Regions from separate parts of the Macaca mulatta genome. Here region 2 is linked to region 1. The links are chromatin contacts, called in public Hi-C maps. All regions are on one chromosome and are shown on one strand. Each heading gives the region's core, a stretch centred on a gene start, on an enhancer-like site or on the middle of the called end of the contact. The rest is flanking DNA. Distances are from core to core; before and after follow the strand shown.

Evidence for each region. A called contact is a pair of places that touch in the nucleus more often than the background predicts.
Region 2: a Hi-C map of liver shows a contact between it and region 1, with 4 times the contacts expected there. The contact joins the promoter of IFI6 here to the promoter of PPP1R8 in region 1. A contact is called at or near these places in 2 of 14 Hi-C or Micro-C datasets (fetal cortex germinal zone and liver).

The regions. Positions count from the first base shown.
Region 1 is chr1:213,107,837-213,114,697 of T2T-MMU8v2.0, forward strand. PPP1R8 (protein phosphatase 1 regulatory subunit 8) reads right to left here and starts at 5,177. Exons shown (of 7, transcript NM_001266462.1): 1 at 5,116-5,177; 2 at 3,198-3,258. The coding sequence starts at 5,171. It also overlaps LOC114675123.
Region 2 is chr1:213,272,536-213,279,248 of T2T-MMU8v2.0, forward strand. It overlaps IFI6 (interferon alpha inducible protein 6), which reads left to right and starts at 1,281. Exons shown (of 5, transcript NM_001048170.1): 1 at 1,281-1,350; 2 at 4,098-4,199; 3 at 4,936-5,013; 4 at 5,096-5,245. The coding sequence starts at 4,130.

The DNA.
Region 1 (6,861 bases), core at 3,927-6,426:
GAGAGAGCCCAGAAATTTCAACAACTTGTTCTCTCTAATAGCTATTCGAGCTGAATCTCATTGCACTTCTCATTCATATTTATATGCACATGGATTATGCTGTCACAAACTTAAATTTGCTAACCACAGTGCTCACAGATTGGGCTGAAGGAACATGAAAGACCACCAGCTCTTGGGCTCTAAAATAACAATGACTAAATTTCTATGAATCTAGGGTGCCAATAGACATACTATAGATTTAGGGATTTGAGAGGAAAAAAGAGAGGGCCTCCAAATTAAATGTACACATTCAGTATTAAAGGCATCCCAATTTTTTTTTTTTTTTTTTTTTTTTTTGGAGACCGAGTCTGGCTCTGTGGCCCAGGCTGGAGTGCAGTGGTGCGATCTCAGCTCACTGCAAGCTCCGCCTCCCGGGTTCACGCCATTCTCCTGCCTCAGCCTCCTGAGTAGCTGGGACTACAGGCGCCTGCCACCATGCCCGGCTAATTTTTTGTATTTTTAGTAGAGATGGGGTTTCACCTTGTTAGCTAGGATGGTCTTGATCTCCTGACCTCATGATCCGCCCGTCTCGGCCTCCCAAAGTGCTGGGATTACAGGCTTGAGCCACCGCGCCCGGCTGGCATCCCAATTACAGAAATGTTAAAATGAATTTTTTTTTTTTTTTCCTGAGATGGAGTCTTGCTTTGTCGCCCAGGCTCAAGGCAGTGGTGCAATCTCCATTCACTGCAACCTCTGCCTCCTGGGTTCAAGTGATTCTCCTGCCTCAGCCTCCCAAGTAGCTGGTATTACAGGTGCGTGCCACTGCACCTGGCTAATTTTTTAATTTTTAGTAGAGACGGGGTTTTGCCATGCTGGCCAGGCTGGTCTTGAACTCCTGACCTCAGGTGATCTGCCCGCCTCGGCCTCCCAAAGTGCTGGGAGGCCAGGCGTGAGCCGCCACTGAGCCTGGCCAAAATGAACGGAATTTTAACAGAAAACCGTATGTCTCAGAACCAAGGAAATGTGTCAGATGTTGAACAATGTGCTGCTTCTGTCCAAGTGACTGAAATAATGCACTGGCTTTCAACAGTCACTAAAGCCATAGCTTCTTGACTAGCTATGGCCAGTACCACTATCCAGTTGTGCCTCTGAGTTATAACTCAGAGTGTATCTTTACACACTGGGCTTAAAAGACTCATGGCTTTTGTTTTAATGTTGCACTTCTTAAACCCAGCTATCACAACACATCACAAGCCTTTGATACAAAGCTAGGATATAGATAGCTAGGTTAGTATCAAGTGCTGATTAAGTTTAAATCTAAAAATAAGCACATCTCAGGTCTACACCTCTCAAGAATACAGTGATGTCTGAGGATTTTAACTTGACAAGTTTGTGGCAACTCAGCACACTTAACAACACCGAAAGAGAACATTATCAGCTAATAGAAACCAATGATCAGGGGAGTGTCTAGCAAGTTAGAGTGTTTTGAAAATATAATACCAATTATTCCACAAAGGAATGTGATGTTATCATTAAGACTAGGCAACCCTGTCTGTTTCTTCCTGTTGCAAACTAAAGATTTGCTAAATTCGGCCGGGCGCGGTGGCTCAAGCCTGTAATCCCAGCACTTTGGGAGGCCGAGGCGGGTGGATCACGAGGTCAGGAGATCGAGACCATCCTGGCTAACATGATGAAACCCCGTCTCTACTAAAAATACAAAAAACTAGCCGGGCGTGGTGGCGGGCGCCTGTAGTCCCAGCTACTCGGAGGCTGAGGCGGGAGAATGGCGTGAACCCGGGAGGTGGAGCTTGCAGTGAGCCGATATCGCGCCACTGCACTCCAGCCTGGGTGACAGAGCGAGACTCCGTCTCAAAAAAAAAAAAAAAAAAAAAAAAAAAAAAAAGATTTGCTAAATTCTAGTAATAAAACAAATCTCTATATGTCTTCAAGCTTTGTGCTATTTAGCAACAAATATTTTGTAACTGTGGAACAATCTGTAGTAAAAAAAAGTTTTACAGATATTTTAGCTAAATTATTTCTTTGAATAATCTTGAAGTTTTAAATCTTTAAGATTGAAGAACCCATGATAAAGCGGCTCTCTGTGACTGGCTGAGTCCATGATGTATTCATAACAGGAGAAATCATTAAAACTCATGCATGCCTTAATACTTTGCAAAATACCTGGTCATCTCTACAAAATCCCAAAAGTGACAAAAATATATTTACAGAGTAACCTTCAAAAGATCTCAGATAGCTTTTCAATCTAGCAACCATGGAACTGCAACATTTTTATTAAATACCAAAAAACCACAAGGAAAAAACTGCATTCAATAATGGGGCCTTGAACCTAAATTCTAGCTGAGCAAGCAAATATAAAATTGGTCTAATACAGGGAGACTCACAGCTACATGGTCATGGTGGGCTTAATATCCATCTCTTGGTAAATAAATAATACCATAAGGATTATAAAAAATTTACGTAAACTAATAGCTAATAAAAACTCATGTTCTCTTGAACTCCTATGTGGTGTTCTCTCTAGAGGCTTGTATAAAAGCTGGAATTCTGCTAAACTTTTATAGTACTTAATTCAAATATAACTATGTAATTTTTTGGTGTGATTCTGTCTCTTCCACTGGACGACTTGAGGAGAGAAATCATGTTGGTTTCCCTTACTGCTGCAATCTGTAAGCCAAGCACTGTAACTGGCACATAGTAAACACTCAATACATGTTTTCAAAGAATCAATTAATGAATTTCACCACAATTCCATTATCTTTTTGAGTAAGTGTCGTCTTAGTTTACCATATTTCTTATAAGGAGTTGGGCCTGAATCTCTTAAAATTAACTTAAAAGTTAAACTCAACATATATCATTCACTTTCTTCAGTTACTGCATACCTTGCACGGTTTACACAACTCCATGTACTCAGGGAGAGGGAATTAACCAAGCTAACAGGGCTTCCAGTTTGACTGGGGCCCACAGGACCCATGACCTATTAAAACCATTCATTTGAGAGAAGTCACAAAAAAGTGAGTGTCTGTGGTAGATACAAGCTTTAAGTGTGTGATGTCACCATGTGCTTTTAACAGAAAAAAAAATCAGGATGAAAGAAAGTAGCATTGCTGGAAAACAAAGCACAGGAGAGGGGGTGGAAAAGTGAGTCACTGGCAAAAATCTTTAGTGTGGTGGGCAAAAAAGGAAGACATGTATTTCCATACCTCAATTAGTTTGTCTCCTTTGACTACATCCAGATGTAAACCGGGAGGGGGCTTACCTGCCCTGAAAAATAAAAATAGAAAAAAGCATTTTCACGATGAGTTTATAAATGCAATTTACAATCACTGTCCCATTCAACATTGCAGCTTTCCTACCAGCCAGCCTATAATTAGTTCATGTTCAAGCAGAAATGTCATCCACTTCACTGTTATTACAGCTCCATTCTACGTTTGACACTTACTTCCCTAGTGATTCAACTGCTCTGAAACAGATTTTAGTGGATCTGTATTTAGAGCAGCACCAAGAAACCTATATTTTAACACTGGATCTTCACCTCAGAGAAAGAGCTGCATAGAGAGTGTAAGTACGATAGCTGGAGTGGTCTGGTCACCTGGAGTTTGAATCTGAAATTTACCCCTACTCCAATATCATATAAAGATCGAATAAATTAGTTGCTGTTTGGGGCTGATCAAGATTAGTCTCATCACAGAGTAAGCAGAGTACTGTCCTGAGCTCTGAGACCAAATCAGAGGTGCATAATTAGGGAACTAGGGCAATTCAAAATCATGCCCCATGAAACCAGGTACCAAATGAATATGTTACCCTTGAACAGGTCTTTCTACAACAGCATGATTAAGGGAAGTTTCCTCTATACTCCTACAGCCATATCATTCAAGGGAGACTCACATATGTCAAAGCACCTAACAGTGCCTGGTACCTACCAGACCCTAAGGAAAGGGTAGGTGATCTCAAAGCAGTGCTTTCTAACTACGTTTGCTGTATTGGTCCAAGTTTGAAATCAATACAGCGAGGGATCAAAACGGATATAGAATTTGTAGACTGAAGCAACCATTACAAAAGTGCAAAGCCATCCAGAAAATAGCCACACATTTGCTTGCTTTTTGGGTTTGCTAATTTGAAGTTAGAAAAAAGAACCACCTCACTAGAACCTCTAGATTTGCACACGAAAAAAACGTATCCTTGTCTAGCTAACTGAAGATGCAACACAGTCATCTCAAACAATCCTGCCCCAACCCCTCCTCTATGGAAAGGACAGTGCACCGGACAAAAGGCCATTTTGTCCACGAAAAAGGAGGAATGTTACATCCAAAATATACTTTCTGTATGTGCCTGACTCAGGCCTTGGAGCTGGGAATACAAAGATGCAGTCTTTGCCCTTGAGGATGGCAATATAACGGGAGACAGAGACAAGTAACAAACAATACACTGCGATGAGCTACAGCAGAAAAAAACTCTTAATTTCAGAAGCGTTTCCTTGTAAGGTAATTCATATTTATTCAACTTGTACTCTACTCAAAGGCCAAATTATTTCATTATTCCCAAGAACTTTCGAAGGGATAAAAAGGGTTCATGCCAGCCATTACTAATGCCTACTCGTGCCACAGACTGGGAGCTCCCTGAGGGCAGGGAGGGCGCTAACCTACCCTCGTGTTCTCTGTGGCAGACAGAAAAGTGCCGCACGAGGGATGCAGCAACCAAAGAGGGATGCGGGGCTCAGACGTAGGGTTGGGGCAGGGGCTGGCTCGAGAGCGCTCGGGACGTACAGGAAGGGGCCAGGTACGATGCTCCATGAGAGCACCAGGCACTCAGTCAGGAGTTGGGCGTAAGTTCGGGCAAAGGCCTCAAAGCGCTCCAGCGACTGGCTAATCGCTCAAAGGGGCTGCCTAAGTGAGCGCCTTTGAGCCCCCAATCCCGTGTTTCTTCAGTTCCTGGGCCTGGGCTCCAGGCTCTCGGTTCTTCAACACGTCGCCCGGCCCGGTGCAGCGAACAGTTTTTCCTCAACCATTCCAGGGTTTCTGAGCCGTTCGGCTCGCAGCAGAAAAGTAAAAAAAGAGCCGCCCTTCCAGCCCAGGCTAGCTCCGGCCAGGCCACTCTAGCCCTGGCCGCCCCGCCACTCACCAGGTTGGGCAGTCGAACAGCGGGAGGCTGGAGCCGGAGTTCGCGGCTGCCGCCATCTTGCGTCTCCCCCTCCCATTTGGCGGGCCCGAAGCACGCCGGGAAACTGGAAGACCGAAAAGGGAAAAGCGGCATCCCAGCAGCCTGTGCGTACGCACGCTCACGCACGCACGCGCGTACGGGGGGCGGTGCTTCTAGTGGGGACAGTGTAGGTTTTGGGATTTTTTTTTTCCACCGTTTGTGCGAGTTGGCCGTCTCTGGAAGTCTCCAGTGTATGGTTTTCCTTGGCCAGGAGGTATCAAAGGAAAAGCGACTTTGTAGGGAGGGGAGTCAGTCTCTCCCTGCGTCCTCCTGCAAACGCTTCTGGGCTCTAAAATCTTGGGACTAAGCCGGGCGCGATGGCTCACGCCTGTAATCCCAGCACTTTCGGAGGCTGAGGCGGGCGGATCACTTGAGGTCAGGGGTTCGAGACCAGCCTTGCCAACATGGTGAAACCCCGTCTCTACTAAAAATACAAAAATTAGTCGGGGGTAGTGGCACATGCCTGTAATCCCAGCTACTTGGGAGACTGAAGCAGGAGAATCGCTTGCACCCGGGAGGCGGAGGTTGCAGTGAGCCGAGATCGCGCCATTGTACTCCAGCCAGGGCAACAGAGCGAGACTCCGTCTCAAAAAAAAAAAAAGAAAAAGAAAAAAAGAGAAGGAAAAAATCTGGGGACTGCATCCTCCTCCAACGTTTAGGTTAAGACCGTCAGCCTTTTGCCCTCAAAGCAGAGAAGCTAAAGGGCAAAACTTGGAGATTGGAGTGATTATTGTTTCTACTTATCCAGCCCTTCTCCAAAAAGTGGCACTTTACTCACTTTTTTCCTAATCCACGTCTAGGCCTGTAGATTATCAGGGAATCTGCATTAGGGGTCACCTGGTCTGTTTATGAAAACTCTGGACAAGCTGGAGCCAGGAGCAGGTCCAGTCAGAAAGCAGGGGTCCAAATCATCACTGTGCTTGGCTCAAATGGTTAATTTTTTAAAAAAGGATTTTTTGCTTTTGGTTATAGTGCAAGGAAGCATTAGGATTGCTGGCTTGCCCTAGATCACCAGATGACTGAAAGAGACCATTAGCAGGGCCTCTGGTTGTAATGGCATTGTCTGTTGAGCACTTACCTTGGCAAGTATGTATTTTATATGGATCATCTCATTTAATCCTGACAAGGCTCTTGAGTTAGGTATTATTATAATTCCAGAGGAGAGGCTCAGAGAGATTGAGTTGCCCAGCCTCACCCTAGAACAAGTGGTGAGTGGGATAAAAAAACCTAAACCTGTATGTTGCCAAAGGCCATGCTCATGAATCACTATTCTCTCTCACACTTTGATGTTGGTATAATTATGTTTATTATTAGCATGCAACTGATGCCCCTCTTCTTCACTTTTGTAGATGCCTTGGGAGGATTATCTGACTGGTTTTTCCTTTTTTAAATAAATCAATTGCTAAGTTCCTGTCATCCAGAAAGAGGCACTGCTCAGCAAGTTAAGGAATCTATGATGAAAGTAGTTCTTTTCTTGCTTCCATGCCACTGGTTCTGTAGAAAATCAGCCTATTCAAAAGATTTTTTGCCCTTGATGAAGTCTCCAGCCCTCAAAATGTAACTGCAATATAACTTAGAAGGAGCAAGATGATCCAAAAAGTAACAGCAATATAACATTAACTTGGATTTGAAGATGATCAACTCTTAGGTAGATTGGAGAAACCCCTT
Region 2 (6,713 bases), core at 31-2,530, 160 kb after region 1:
AGGTACAGGCATACACCAATTCCTAATAAGTGGCCAGTGTCTTGGCTGGTCAGTCAAAGGCATGGATAGAACAAGATTGGAAGATTGGGAATAAGCAGGTGTGGGTTGGGGCATAAGAATGAACTCTGAATGGACATAAAGCACGTGGATCTCTGTGTCTCATGTTAATGCCGACCAGAGATCACCTGCTGCAGAGGAGGCTTTACAGCCCGATGAGCAGGATGTCCCATCCCGTGGACGTCAGCCAGCCTCTCAACTTAGCCCCACTATTGCCTTGCAATGGACCTATGAGTGTCTATTGCAAGGTAAGGATGGGGGTTAGAAATGAGTCCAACAACTTGGGCTCCCTCTCACAAAAACTGATCTGGCAATTGCCAAAATGTAGCCAATCTTCCAGCAGCAGGTAGCAATATGGCAAAATTGCTCAATGAGAATAGCCAGCCATCTGGTGGCAGGTCAATTATTTCAGACCCCTTCCACTTGGGAGAAGGCAATGATTCATCCTTACCGGAATTTCTATGTTTTCCAAATGGAGGTTGCATTTCTGACCTATAGTGCTTCAACCATCACCAGCCAAAGGCTTTAAAGAATGCTCAGTTCATTACCTAGGGCCAGAGGACCCATCTTGAAACTCAAGATGTATCATGATGGCCACACGAACACAGGCTTCACTGGTCTTACCATATGCCCATGCCGCAGAAGCAGCCAGCCTGAGAGACAATGGAACAAAGTGACTTAATTTCTAAAGTTCTGGGGGATTATAAACAGCATATGGTGTGTCACATGACTACTGTGGGATTGGAAAAAGATCATGTAAATAGAGCACTTTGCACAGATCCTGGCATGCAGCAAGTGCTCAATAAATGGTAGGTGTTGTTTATCAGTTGGATTGAAGGGTGAAAGGCCTGTGTGCCCCAGGGGGAGCTGGTGATCAGGCTTCACTAAGCCCAGTATGGCCGTAGCTGTCACCATAGTGTGACATGCTTTGAATACCCTTAGGGGCTCCAAAAGTCCTCAGCTTGAAGTGTATTTTTCTGCCAGCAGGCAGCACACAAATGCTTCTGCTGGGCGGAGCTGGGAGAGAGGGGAAAATGAAACTGCAGAGTGCAGGGGCTGGGAGAGAGGGGAAAATGAAACTGCAGAGCGCAGGGGCTGGGAGAGAGGGGAAAAGGAAACTGCAGAGTGCAGAAATAGAAACTCCGGCAGGGATTGGCTGCCTGGGGTGAGACGTGGGAGGATCCGCAAGTGATGATAAAAAGCCAGCCTTCAGCCGGAGAACCGTTTACTCGCCGCTGTGCCCATCTATCAGCAGGCTCCGGGCTGAAGATTGCTTCTCTTCTGTCCTCCAAGGTAAACTCAGGAGCTATGAAGTGTGGGCATCAAGCTGCCACCCTCTGCCAGGCTGCCTACCTGCCTGTAAATCTCATGTTCTGAGAGCCAGGAGGCCCCTTCTCCAGGGAGCAGCATCCCTGGGTCCCTTTTAGTGCCCTGGGCTGGGACTTGTCTAAGAGGATGGGTTGGAGATTTTAGGGAGACTGGATACAAAACCCCAAGAGGCATGAGACCCAGGTTACAGGTGCAATATCAGCGATCTGTGGCCTTAGCCCTGTCACCTCTTGGAACCTTAATTGCTTCCTCTGTAAAAGGAAGGTTAAGTTGCCTTACCTGCTCAAAGGACTGGATGATTTTAGAAGCCCCTTTATTATAGGATCCAATGTGACAGTGAGTTCATCTTTGAGGATAGATGAAGCCATCTGGAATGGTTGTTAAAAATGTGGGCTTTGGGGCCGGGGCCGGGCGCGGTGGCTCACACCTGTAATCCCAGCACTTTGGGGAGGCCAAGGTGGGCAGATCACGAGATCAGGAGTTCGAGACCAGCCTGGCCAACATGGTGAAACCCCGTCGCTACTAAAAATACAAAAATTTGCCGGGCATGCTGGCACATGGCTGTAATCCCAGCTACTCGGGAGGTTGAGGCAGGAGAATCCCTTGAACCTGTGAGGCGGAGGTTGCAGTGATCTGAGATCACGCCACTGCACTCCAGCCTGGGTGACAGAATGAGACTCTGTCTCCAAAAAAAAAAAAAAAAAAAAAGTGGGCTTTGGGTATTAGCCAATTGTGGGTTTAAACCCTGACTTTTCCATGACCTGGCTAGGCAGCCTTGGGAATATTACTTAACCTCTCTGAGCTTCAGTTCCTTACCTATAACATGTGGTTGATAACAATGGTACCGACTTCATGGTATCATTATAGATACACGTGGACTGCATGCCATAAAGTGCTAAGTACTCAATACTTGAGAGGAGTTTCTTGTTTTTCTTTTTAATTTAAGGAAATGGCATTGAGCTGACAAAGGTCGCGTTAGAGGTGAGTCTGAGGGCATACGCATTTTCCAGTTTGGTGGTATAAAGAAAAGAGCATAGGTTCTCAATTTTGACAGTCTTGAATGTATACCCATGTTGCACAATTTGCTGTGTGACCTTTATCCCTTGTGATATTGTAAAATATATTTTTTCATCCCCCAGGTGCTGGCATACAACTCCTAAAATCCTTGGAATCTTCAAAGTGATAAATATCTTTTGAGTGTTAACTGTCTAATAAGTTGAGTGATGGCTGGCATTTCCTCTGGGGAGGGGAGAGGGGCTGAAGGTAAAGCTGATTACCAATGGGCAATGATTTAATCAGTCGTGCCTATGTAATGAAGCCTCCACAAAAACACAAAAGGACAGGGTTTGACGAGCTTCCAGATAGCGGAATACAAAGAGGCTCCCAGTGGGTGGTGCTTCTGGAGAGGAATGAAAACTCCATGCCCTTTCTCCCATACCTTGCCCTGTGCATCTCTTCATCTGCAGCATTTGTAATATCCATAAGGAATCAGTAAATGTGGCTGGGTGTGGTGGCTGACGCCTGTAATCCCAACACTTTAGGAGGCTGAGGCAGGCAGATTGCTTGAGCTCAGGAGTTCAAGACCAGGCAACATGGTGAAACTCTGTCTCAAAAAAAAAAAAAAAAAAAAAAAAAGCTGGGTGCGGTGGTGCATACTTGTAGTCCCAGCTACTCTGGAGGCTGAAGTGGGAGGATCACTTGAGCCTGGGAGGCGAAGGTCGCAGTGAGCTGAGATGGGGCCGCGGCACACCCGCCTGAGCAACAGAGTGAGACCCTGTCTCAAAACAACACAAGATCAATTTTTTTTTATAGAAAGAAACCAGTAAATGTAAGCAAAGTGTTTCCCTGAGTTCTGTGAGCTGCTCTAGCAAATTAATGCAGCTGCAGAAGGGAATTGTGGGAACCCCAATCTATAGTCAGTCAGAAGCACAGGTAAAACAACCTAGGGCTTTCAATGGGCAGTCTGGGGGACTGAACCCTCAACATGTGCGATCGGCCACTATCTACCCATAGTGGTGTCAGAATGGAATTTGGGGACCCTCAGCTGGTGTTCACCAGAGGACTGATTCCTTGCTTGCTGGTGGGGAGAAACCTCCACACATCTGCTATCAGAAGCCTCTTGTACAGTGAGGGAAACTGAGTTTCTTTTTCCACACACCCTTCCGTACTTTCTTTCTGAAAAAAATTAAATCGATGTGAGGCCAATGTTTGGTGCCTGTAGATATTCAATGCATTGTAAGAATGAGTTTATCTTAAAAAAAATTTTTTTTAAGCAAATTCAATGCGTCAGGCACTGTTCAAAGTGCCGGGGATACAGCGTGGAACAGTTACTAAATTCACAAGTACCCTCTGAAATAGACTCTATTAATACCCTAATTTTAGAAATAAATAAACTGAAGCCCAGAGAAGCAAAGTACCCTGGTATCCTGCCCAAGGTCACTTGGGTACAAGGCCAAGAACAACCACAGTCATGATATTGACATCTGCGGTAAACACCGTGCGAATCCGCACACCCACCGGTTGGGGCAGGGACATCTCTGCCACTGATGCGGAGAGGAAACAGATTCCCGAGGCTCCTGACAGGGATCCTGGATTCCATTCACCGCACCTCGCTGCTTTTTACTGATTCAGTCGGAATTGGAAGGGAAAACAACGGAGCTGATGAGCTCCAAAAATGCTCCGGTGACCATCTCCCTCTCGCCTATTCGCAGGTCTAGCGACGGAGCCTGCGCGCGGCGCCACCATGCGGCAGAAGGCGGTATCGCTTTTCTTGTGCTACCTGCTGCTCTTCACTTGCAGCGGGGTGGAGGCAGGTGAGAATGTGGGTAAGGGTGCAGGTAAGGGTGCCGGTAAGGGTGCAGGTAGGGATGCCGGTAAGGGTGCAGGTAAGGATGCAGGTAAGGGTGCCGGTAAGGATACAGGTAAGGGTGCAGGTAAGGATGCAGGTAAGGGTGCCGGTAAGGATGCAGGTGAGGGTGCCGGTAAGGATGCAGGTGAGGGTGCCGGTAAGGGTGCAGGTAAGGATGCCGGTAAGGGTGCAGGTAGGGATGCCGGTAAGGGTGCAGGTAAGGGTGCAGGTAAGGATGCCGGTAAGGATGCGGGTAAGGTTGCTGGTAAGGGTGCAGGTAAGGGAACAAATAAGGGTGCAGGTAAGGGGACAAGTAAGGAGGCAAATAAGGGTGCTGGGGGATGGGAGGAGGGTGGGATAAGGGAGAGAGTTTCAGGGTCCCGAGTGTAGAGATTCTGGCGTGCTTCTGTAGAGACCCTGGCAGGGTTCATTTCAACGGACAGTGCAGGGTTGGTGTCGCCAGAGTCCCAGATTCAAATCCCACTACTCTGTTCATTCCTCCATCCTAACGAAATTTATTCAATGCTAGTTCTGTGCCAGGCTCGGCGCCCAGGGAAAAGTCCCTTCCGCTCTGTGAGGCTCTCTGAGTAGGAGAGCGATGGCCCCCGCCTCCAGGAGTGGTCCTGAGCATCAGACACAGAGCAGGGGAGCCCTGCATTCCACCCCAACACCCCCACTACGCTTTGTCTGCTCTCCTGCAGGCAAGAAAGAGTGCTCGGAGAGCTCGGACAGCGGTTCCGGGTTCTGGAAGGCCCTGACCTTCATGGCCATCGGAGGAGGTGGGTCTGGAGGGGGAGAATCTCGGGCAGGTGGGGCGGGCCTCTGCCGAGGGCGCTCCCTCACCCGCTCCTGTTCCTCCAGGACTCGCGGTCGCCGGGCTGCCTGCGCTGGGCTTCACCGGCGCCGGCATCGCGGCCAACTCGGTGGCTGCCTCGCTGATGAGCTGGTCTGCGATCATGAATGGGGGCGGCGTCCCCGCCGGGGGGCTAGTGGCCACGCTGCAGAGCGTTGGTGAGTGCGGGGCCTGGGCCCCTGGTAGAACGTTCTTTAATGTTATTATTTTCATCATACATATGGGGAAACTGAAGCACTCAGGAATTAAGTAATTTACTCAAGCAATTAAGTAGTTTACCAGGAATTAAGTGATTATTTATTTATTTTGAGACGGAGTCTGGCTGTGTCACCAAGGCAGGCTGAAGTGCAGTGGTGTGATCTCGCTCACTACAACCTCCGCCTCCGGAGTTCAAGCGATTTTCCTACCACAGCCTCCTAAGTAGCTGGAATAACAGGCACACGCCACCACACCAGGCTAATTTTTGTATTTTTAGTAGAGATGGAGTTTCACCATGTTGGCCAGGCTGGCCTCAAACTCCTGACCTCAGCTGATCCGCCCATCTCGGAGTCCCAAAGTGCTGGGATTACAGGTGTGAGTCACTGTGCCCGGCCAGGAATTAAGTAATTTACTCAAGTCTCCCTGCTAGTTTAGACCAGAGCCTAGATTCTGACCCAGTCAGTATGATGCCAGAAACCCCATTCTCAGTCTCAAAGGCTGGGTGCCTCACTGATGCTTTGGCCAAATCACAACAAGCCTCAGTTCTCTCAGCGGTGCGTTGGGGTGATCATCCTCAGTTTAACGTATTTTGAATCTGCTCAATCTCAGAGACCACAGTAGCAAAGAAATGTAGAGTAACTCAAATCAATCTCACACCAAACGTGGTCTTGACTTGCACTTTTTGAACACCATGGAGGGAACAGATAGAGCTCACAGTGACTCTTCTATCTATCGATTGATCAGTCTACTGATCTACTTATCATAGATAAAGGTCAAAACAAGGTCTCACACAGCCAGGTTGGAATGCAGTGCATGATCACAGTTCACAGCAGCCTGAAACTCCCGGGTGCAAGCTATCCTCCTGCCTCAGACTCCCAAGTAGCTGGGACTACAGGCGCATACCACCACCACGCCAGATTTTTTTTTTTAGAGACAGGGTCTCATTGTGTTACCCAGGGTGGTCTTGAATTCCTGGGCTCAAGCAATCCTCCCACTTTAGCCTCCCAAAGTGGGAGATTGCAAGCATGAGCCACTGTGCCGGCCCAGAGTGACTCATAAAAAATGGCCTCACTTCCCTCTCTGTCCTCTCTCCCCACCCTACTCCCACCACTCTCTCTCGCTCTGAGGCCTCCAAAATCCTGGAGAAAACCTGCCCCCGACAAACTTCCCTCTCTGCCTTTCTGAACCTTGCATTTTCTCTTCTCTCAATTCTGAATGGCAAAAGCCCAAAGAACCAGCCCAAAATAAGAGAGCCCTGCTCAGAGGGGGCCACACCCCTGCAATGGAAAGGGAAGAGTGTGGGCGAGCCCAGGGACACCTCTGGGCTATAAAATAGTTGTCCTCTCACATGCCACATAGCTGTGACAAGATGAAATGATCCCCGGCTTGTGAACCCCCCACACGCACACAGGGCTCCATGAAGGTGGC